Linked DNA regions of Hordeum vulgare: region 2 is linked to region 1. The links are chromatin contacts, called in public HiChIP or PLAC-seq maps. All regions are on one chromosome and are shown on one strand. The core of a region is the stretch at or near the end of the contact, and the rest is flanking DNA. Distances in the headings are between cores, read along the strand shown. Region 1 holds the start of LOC123402259 (vesicle transport protein GOT1-like). Region 2 holds the start of LOC123402489 (leucine-rich repeat receptor-like protein FASCIATED EAR2).

Region 1 (4,536 bases), core at 1,171-3,670:
TCTTCACAAATCCAACTCTTACAACATTATTTCCCAACCCGGTGAAACCGAAGTAAAAACTTGGTTGTACAGACTAGTGCAAAATGTGGCAACTTTAGGTTTTTTGGTGAGACCGATATATGAATTTTGGAGGGTCCGATTTTGGGTGCCCTAGGCATTTACCAGACTCGGTGTCACCAATTTGCAAAACTCAGAAATTCCTTTTTTAACAAATGGCTAACCAGGGAGTTGGTCATTGTTTTTCGGTCAGGTCGAAACCAAACTTGGTGGTACCGAGATGCTATGGTTTGGATAGGTTCTGTCTAGGGTAAAACTTGGTAGGACCGATTTGGAAGAATTGGTGGCACCAAATTTGACTTTGGGGTTTGAACAAAATATTTGTGGGAGAATTTCATGAGTAGTTTTGGTGGCTAATCTCTAAGCACTTGAGCAACCAGATCATCATAGACACCTCATCCCCTTTTAATAGTATTGGCTTTTTTATGGGCTCAAATGTGATTTCTCACAAAATATAAAGTGTAGAGTCTTGAAGCTTGAAGCTTGGCCAATCCCATTCATTCCCTTCCTTGGGGTTTCTCCTCACAATCCTTAGCCAATTCATCATTGAACTTTTCCTGAAGTATACTAGATAAAATCATTAGTTCAATGACATATATGTTGTTATTAAATACAAAAACCACTTAGGGAGAAGTTGTGCTTTTAGATCAACCGTCAGCCGCTTGTGCATCCCTCACAACCACCAACTTGGGAACGAGATGCTCATGCAAGACTACTTCGCGGATAATCCAACATATTCGACGCACCTCTTCCGAAGAAGGTATCAAATGCGCCGCCCCCTCTTCATAAAATTAGTGCAAGATTGAGAGGCAAATTCTTATTTTTTTTACTCAAAGGAGAAACACCGTTGGTTTGAAGGGTTTTAGCGCATATAAAAAAATCTTGGCACTTATGCGAGTGATTGCATCTCACAATTCCGACTGACTATGCCGACAAATATCTTCGCATTGGTGAAGATACTACAATTGAATGAGTGCGTATGTTTGCCAAAGTGATCGTCTGCATCTTTGGCCCTGTCTATCTTCGTGCACCCAACGAGGAAGACACAAAAAATGGTTGATGGCAACAAGTGAGAGGAGAGGTTGGCCTGGTATGCTAGGAAGTGTTGATTGCATGCATTGAACTTGAAAAACCCGCCCAAAGGCATGACACGTGCATTATTGTGGCAAGTTTCGTGATGCAACAATTGTGTTAGAAGCCGTAGCATCCAGGGATTTATAAATTTGACATTGCTTTTTTGGTATACTGGGAACTTTCAATGATATCAATGTGTTGCAACAGTCTCATTTGTTTTCTAGACTTGCTAGTGGTGATGCTCCTGCTTGTAACTACATGATTAATGGACATGAATACATCAAGGGATACTATTTTGCACATGGTATTTATCTTTCTTGATGTATATTAGTCAAGAGCATAAAAAAAACCAACACTAGAAAGCATGTTGAATTTGCAAAGATACAAGAGGATCAGAGAAAAGATAATGAAATAGCCTTTGGGGCAATCAAGGTTTGCTATTGTTTGTAGTCCTGCTTGTTTTTTGATAAAAGAACCCTAAAAAACATCAGGAATTGTTGCGTGATTCTTCATAGTATGACCCTCGAAGATGAAAGGATCATGAGCTTAGAATTCTTCTACGACAACGTCGGTATGCGTGTGAAGTGAGCTAGAGACCCTGACCGCATACAAACATTTCTTCACACGTACCGGAAGATTGAGAACGCAAACACTCACTATCAGCTTCACGAGGATCTCATTGTGCACCATTGACACAGACATGGGCAGCAATTTCTGCCATTTTTTCATTCATTTCATTTAATTCATGCGTGATTTTCATCATTGTTGTGTTAAGAACAGTTTTTTATTGAAATGTTACTTTATTTTGAAGATTTAAATAATTATTATAATCTGAATAGTTGTTGTATTATGATTTGAAAATTTGATTTTATGTTTTTAGTCAATTTCAGTAAATATCATGTTTTTTCGGGTGACGAGGACCGCGGTAGAATTCGTAAAAAACGTTTTTCACATACTGTAAACATACGATACTGGCCATGTTTGGATCCTAGGGTTAGAGTTAGAGTTGGTTAGATTTAAACCATCTAACCCTCAAAGATCCAAACATGTGGGTTAGAGTTGGTTAGATGCATCTAACCCACCCAAAAACTCTAACCCACCTAAGAGGTGCTTTTTTGGGTTAGAGTAGGTGGGGTCCAGGGAAAGAGAGAGGTCTAAAGTAGCCAAATGATTAAAAAAAAGCATTTATTGTCCATCTAACCCTTTCATCCAAACACCTTTAGAGTTAGAGTTAGTTTAGGTTAGTTCAAGGGTTAGAATCTAACTCTAACTCTGACCAGGTTAGAGTATCAAACACGGCCACTGTCCGTCGTATACGGGTCTGCTAGAGTTGCTCTTATTCCGGTCACCATCGGAGCTGGCGACCGGTGGCAACCGCGCGGGGAGCTCTAGCCGTTCTCTCTCACAACTGTCGCTCGCCGGGACGCCGCGCGATTTCCTACCCCCACCCCCATTCCAGCGTACCACACCGACACCGTGTGAGATCCGTGCTTCATCGGTAGGTAATAAACCCTAATCCCAGTCCCCTGATTGCTTCCTCCCCGCAGCCGATCCATTCCCTCCGTGAGCGCCGAGATTTCCGCCACCGCGCGCGGTGTGCTTCTTCTTGCCCGTGCTACGAGTGGTCGTGTTGGGGGCAATCCCTGGCACGACGTGTATTGGTCTCGTTACGCGTCGGCAACGCCGTTTCCACCCGATCGAAGTCTTGAACCATCCGAGCTGCCGCTGCCGCTTGCGGTTTTGGCGCCGTATAAGTGAGTGACACTGCTCCTCGGTATTCACCCAGGCAAGCCCACAGCCGCCGCGCCGTGTTGTGCGCCCGTAGGTTGCAAGTGTTGGAGATGTGTAACCAACTAACCATGGACAGAGGCTAGCACCTAATATCCGCCACTTCTGTGGCGGCTTAATCATCTGGCTCAGCGTCTGCTGCCCTGGCATATAGGCCTAACTTTTCCGAGTAAAATGCCTGTAGCTCTTCTGCTTTGATTGTATATCTGTTCTAGAGAAATGGATCTGTGGTAAGGTGTGTGGCAGCTTCACTCCATGATCTCCGGTGGCTTGCTCTCCTGCAAGAAGCTAATGACTGCATTGGGAGCCTGAACGTGGAGATCAGTTGACAGTTTGTTCCCTTGGCGAGTTAACCCTTAACAGAGAGTTCAAATCATATAGTTGATCTTATATCTGTGAAGATTGGTTGGTAAACTCTGTTCTCTGGACTCTAGTTGGAGTTTGTTACTGCAAGTTATTTGTCTTGTGTGATTCCCATAGTTTTCTGTAACAGATGGTAATTTTTTATATAGCAATTGTTTCTGCAGAAATGCATTTTAGTGCTCAGGCTCAATGGAACCCGATTTTTTTTTGAAAAGTTTAAATATCGTATTTCAAAGTTCCAAAAATTCTGAAAAAATTCGACATTGTTGTATGGATGTATACTGTGTGTACGTAAATTCACATGATGAAATACGTTAAGAAGCGAGCTACACAAAAGTTACAGAATTGTGCTTTTGAAAACAGTGAACACTGAAAAGTGTGCGCCTGTTCACTGTAAAAAATCAACGAGTTTCCCTTTTTTGTGTAGCTCGCGTGTTAATGCATTTTCTCATTAAATTTTGGTATTTTACATACATATAGTATACATCCATATGAATACATAGTATTTTTGTTTAGCATTTTTGAAAATTTGAAATACGATTTTTGATTATTATTTTTCAGTAAAAGGGCTCCAAGGATCTTGAGCACACAAATGCCATATTCTTGTTTCTTCACAAGCTAGGGAATATTATAAATTTGGGTCTGAAGGGGTAGGGATCCTTAAACTATGAAACTTACTGTTTTCCATATTTGTTTAAATTTAATACATAAGGTACTCTAGGCATCAGCGCGTCTGTGCTGGTATAGTAAACGCCTCAATTTCCTGCAAACCAGCACTGCATTTCTTCAGAAGGTAGAAATAAACGTTGGTCCTAAGTGATTTATGTGCAGGTGTGAATTGCTCATGGTATATCCTTACTTTCTGATATGGACATTTTTTGTTGTTCCCCTCTATCACTAGTTGTGATAGGCTGTTGGTACCTGTTAGGAGCACTAACTCAGAAATAATATAGCTGTTGTATAATATCTTTTCTGTTTGTATTTTGATATTCTTTTTTTGTGAAAATAGTACCACCATAGATCTGCTGCCAGTTAAGAAATATATCACCAAATTTTTTTGCCTTAATAAAATACTTTTGCAAAAAATGTGCTGTTAAGTTTGTTTTCATGGCGAGTCAACTGTTTGCAAGGTTGGACGAATTTGAAACACATTTAGCTTCTTTGCCTTTTTGTGGTCCAACATCTCCTCAGGAAGTCACACACAACCCTTGTGAAACCACCCTTATTCTGAGTGTAATATCCTTCTAACTCAAA
Region 2 (4,536 bases), core at 574-3,073, 910 kb after region 1:
CTTCTGGCATCGTTCCATCCATAGTGCACCCTTCCCCACCGCATATCCCAGGGTTTCCTGCCAACGCTCCTGGGAATTTCCGCAGTCCATCGGTTGCTGGCAAAGGCCCAGATAGGCTATTGTAAGAGAGGTTAAGGGCTTCGAGCTCTGTCATGGCAGCAATTACAGGAGGCACCTCCCCTGACAGTCCATTATGTGAGAAGTCCAGCGTTCGCAGCCTTCCCATCCCCCCAAGCCCTGCAGGGATCTGCCCAGCTAAGTAATTACAAGAAAGGTTCAGATACTCCAATCCCTTCATTGCAACCAGCCCTTCAGGTATCTCTCCATGGAGCAAATTCGTTGATAGATCTATACCAGGGGCTGCTCGAAGATCATAGCCCAGTTCAAGCTGCTGGCCTGTGGCATCTACAGATGCTGATACAAACAGTTGAGGTGAAATCATAGCACCTGCTGGAATGCCCTGACCACCTCCTGCGCCATTAAGCACTGAACTTGCATTGAAACCACCATCAGGAATGAAACCCTCAAACCTATTGCCAGACAAATCAAGCCATTGGAGAACCGGGAATGAGAACATCCAATCTGGTAGCTGGCCAGAGAGCTGGTTATCAGCCAGCGACAGCGACCTCAGGCTCTGCCATTTCCCCACAGCACCACTGAGCTGCCCGGTGATCTCATTTCCCGACAAGATCACCACCTCAAGAGACCGGCACCCAGCCAGTGGCAGCGGAATCTCACCAGATATCCTGTTGTTCGACAAATCTAGAACCTTCAGACTATCAAGTGCATCAAGCTCCGGCCGCAGCGCCCCAGAGAGCTGATTCCCCCCGAGACGCAGGTACAGAAGCTGGAAGCAGCCGGCAAGCCCAGCAGGCACTAGACCGGACAGCCGGTTATGTGACAAATCCAGCGCCTGCAAGTAGGTCAGGTTCCCAATCCCAGGCGGGATCTCCCCGGACAGCTGATTGTCCGCAAGGAACAGGCCCTGCAGGCTCCGTATCGCGGTTATCCCCGCAGGGATCTCGCCGGAGAAGCGGTTGTGGGAGAGGTCGAGGAGGAGGAGGCTGGATGCGTCGGGGTCGGCGACGATACGCGGCGGGACGGCACCAGAGAGGGCGTTGCTGGAGAAGTCGAGGGCAACGAGGCGCGAGGAGAAGGAGAACCACGGGGAAAGTGGGAATCCGAGAGAGTTGGACGAGAGATTGAGGGTGCGGAGGGCCGGGAGCGAAGCAGGGAGGCAGGTGGGGATGGCACCGGAGAGCGCGTTGCGGGAGAGGTCGAGGTCGACAAGCGAGCGCGGTAGGGAGCAGGGGAGCTCGCCGGAGAGGGCGTTGGCGGAGAGGTCGAGCTCTCGAAGGCGGCGTAGGAGCGCGAGCGAAGGGGCCGGGAGCGGCCCGGAGAGGTTGAGGCCCGGGAGCGCGAGCGCCGCGACGGAGGGTGGAGCGGCCACGGCGGCGGCGGCGGGTGGGTGGAGCGAGACGCCGAGCCAGGACGCGGAGAGCGGTCCGTGCCAGGAGGAGAGCGCCACGCGGGAGGGCGGGGCGAGGGACGCCCGGAAGGCGAGTAGCGCAGCGCGGTCGGTGGAGGCGGGGGCCACGGGGCGCGGCCCGGCGGCTAGGAGCAGAAGCAAGAGGGCGAGGACGAGGACGAGAGGGGTGGCCGGCATGGTGGTTCGGTTGTGGTGGCGTTGGCCGGCTAGGGTTTTGCGGGGTTTGAACGCTGCCGGCGTGGGAGGTGGTGGCTGGGCAGTGGGAGAGAGTGGATCGGTGACAGTGCAGCGGGGCGCGGGGTGGAAGGTGATTGTGCGTCGTGTCTCGTGTGGGCGTGCGGTAATTTGGAGGAAAATGGTGGCGATGGGGAAGAATCGTTTTCTCGAGCCGGAATGGACGGGTGGCGACGGCGCATTCGCGGGATGCACCGGTGAATGTCGTGGAGTTTCCCATCCGGCCTCCGATAGAACAATAGGCCTTTTTGTTTTAGAAGTCTTGGGATTTTTTAAATTCCAACTAAAAAGTCCCAGTCCCTATTCATTTGTTTTTATGGATTAAACAGGGATTAGAGGTCATTAAATGATATGCAAAAAGATCATGTTACCCCTAATAATATACTACAAGTTATTAAATGACATGCTAGAAGTAGGGACACTGTTGGAAAAGTGTCAAAAAAGTCTCAAAAAGACTCTCATAGAGACTTCTTTTTGTAGTTCCAAATAGCTCATTTTAGTCCCTAAAAATCTCTCTTGTTTGTTTCATATGGGACTAAAAGAAACTTTTTTTAGTCCATACATCAAAAAGTCCCTGGAAACAAACACCCCCATAATGCTAGACGTACGAAAGGATACGAACTTTTATAGGCTGAGTAGGGGCAGCCATCCGACGTGGTTGCAAACGCGGGCTGAGGCGAGAAAACATAGACGTGCCGCAGTTTACGTAGGTTAATAACTAATAGTAAATATGTCCGTACGTTGCAACGGGTTCATTGCGGGGCAAACACCTAGATGCAACAAGCATATCTAGTCATGTGTATGCAATTAAGCTAATTGATAACTCAAAGAAAGAGGAGAATATATGAAACTTCAAGAATTACTCCAGCATCATGCCCAAGAATTACCGTAACCAAGTCAAATCCACAATATCCAGGTATATGTAGTCATTAACATGAAATTTCTTGGTCTAATCCTTGGCTAGTAACATTATTTTTCTAGACAAAACAAACTGAAACAGGGACTTGTATCATATCAGCGAAACTGAAATTGTGAGCAATCGGAAGGAGCACCAATTTTCAGAAAAAATAAACTGAAACTGCGATAGATCCAAGGTGGGGGATGAGTTACACGGGCTTGTATTATACAGCAGGGCAAACAAAGGAAAATTGGTTGAATTCATGCAGCAACGACGTGCATGACCTTTGGTAACATCTAAATTTATCAAATCAATCATGTATTTCCGTGTAACATCTTCTTTTGGAATAAAAAACTATGACCCATTAAATATGATAATTCGAACTTAGTCTTACCAACTCACATTTTTTTAAACCTCCACTGATGATTGTAATAACAACACAAAAGAATTCAGTCGACACAATAAAGTGAGACACACATCAAATCTTGGGGCATGCATAGCCTGTTGCATTTGGCAGACATGCTGTAGAGAGCCCTTTGTTTCAGTGGTCTATTCCAGATCCTTTCAGTGGCATGTTGGTAAGTTATTCACTACATGGATTTTGTCACAACCATCATTCAGTGTCTATCTGAATATATTGTACATCTGTTTGGCTGCGTTCCCTATTTCTGGAGCGGATCAGTAGCCACTCCACTACACTTTTCTTTGTGTTGCAGCAGAAGCAGAAGCAGGTCTGCGGGATGGACGCTGATGAGCAGCTCCACCGTGTTCCTCCACATGCCCGACGAGCAGCTCGTCCGTGTTGCCCGCATGGCCGACAAGCAGCTGCAGCCGGGTGTCGCGCTAGATGCGATGGCTCCTGTCGATCTTGTCCAGATTCGGTGACGGCGGAGAAAGCACGGGCACCGCGGAGCGGAGGGACGAGGGAGAAAACAGTGGAGGTATGGGGGCGCCGCGGCAGAGGAGCCGCCATGGAAGGTCACTACGTCGGCGTTGACAGCGGGCGAGCGCGCGCGTCCGAAGGCCCCGCCTCCATGCCTCCCCTCTGCTCGCCACCATGGAAAAATAAATTACAATTTTTTTTTGGCCCATGCAGGTCTTGAACACTCTAACCACCTGAGCTAATAGGCCATTGTTAGATATTTTAGACAGAATTCGAATATAGTATGGTGTGACAAGATTAGTTGGGAATAATACAAGAGTAGTTTTTCTTTTTTGAGAGAACAATAAGGAGTAGTTGGGAAACAATTGTAGGTCTGAGTCTGACATTAGCCTCCGTAGTGCATGCATGATTGAAGATTATGGTGTTCAGGGCTTTGGCTGAAAACATCTACTCTGCCACGGTAATTCAGCCCCTAGCTTTCTAAAAAAAGAGTAATTCAGCTCCGAAACGCTCAATGACAATGTACAAGGTATCATTTACGGATATATGGAACAAACGGATGACTCATCAGAGGCCCTTAGGCCTATGCCGATTTCAGAGTTGACAGCATGTCTGAAACAACTTAGCACACCCAACATTACTGATCAGCACCTAAAAACTGGTCTCATCTCTACTATTCAGGACTTGCACTGGCCAGGGACTCCAAGACGCACCTCTTCAGCTCCTGGAACTCTGCTCCAGACAGGGATGCTTCAACCAAAAGCCTACGTAATGTTGCCTCAGATGCTTCATCGTAATCCTTCCTCCTCTTCAGAACCAAATGGCCGCTGAGCTCCCAGACTGCTGGATTGATTGTAATGTCGAGAAATTCGTGGCTCGCCTTTCCAGAAGTCTGCTTCTCGGCATAGCACTGGTCGATCGAACATTTCAGAGGGAGATAAAAATATTAAGCCGATAGTCCAGTTCTAGATCAAAAATAAAACTGAGGTTGCATTTGCAATATTGTACTGTAGTAGAAGGAATACTCTCTTG

The links. HiChIP or PLAC-seq counts read pairs in DNA pulled down with a chosen protein or histone mark.
Region 2: a contact with region 1 is called in an H3K4me3 HiChIP or PLAC-seq map of embryo, with 6 times the contacts expected there. The contact joins the promoter of LOC123402489 here to the promoter of LOC123402259 in region 1. A contact is called at or near these places in 1 of 6 Hi-C or Micro-C datasets (seedling) and 1 of 1 datasets of contacts at active chromatin or transcription factors (embryo).

What each region holds. Positions count from the first base shown.
Region 1 is chr6H:340,985,173-340,989,708 of MorexV3_pseudomolecules_assembly, forward strand. LOC123402259 (vesicle transport protein GOT1-like) reads left to right here and starts at 2,421. Exons shown (of 7, transcript XM_045096154.1): 1 at 2,421-2,629.
Region 2 is chr6H:341,899,388-341,903,923 of MorexV3_pseudomolecules_assembly, forward strand. It overlaps LOC123402489 (leucine-rich repeat receptor-like protein FASCIATED EAR2), which reads right to left and starts at 1,824. Exons shown (of 1, transcript XM_045096411.1): 1 at 1-1,824. The coding sequence starts at 1,666. It also overlaps the pseudogene LOC123405471.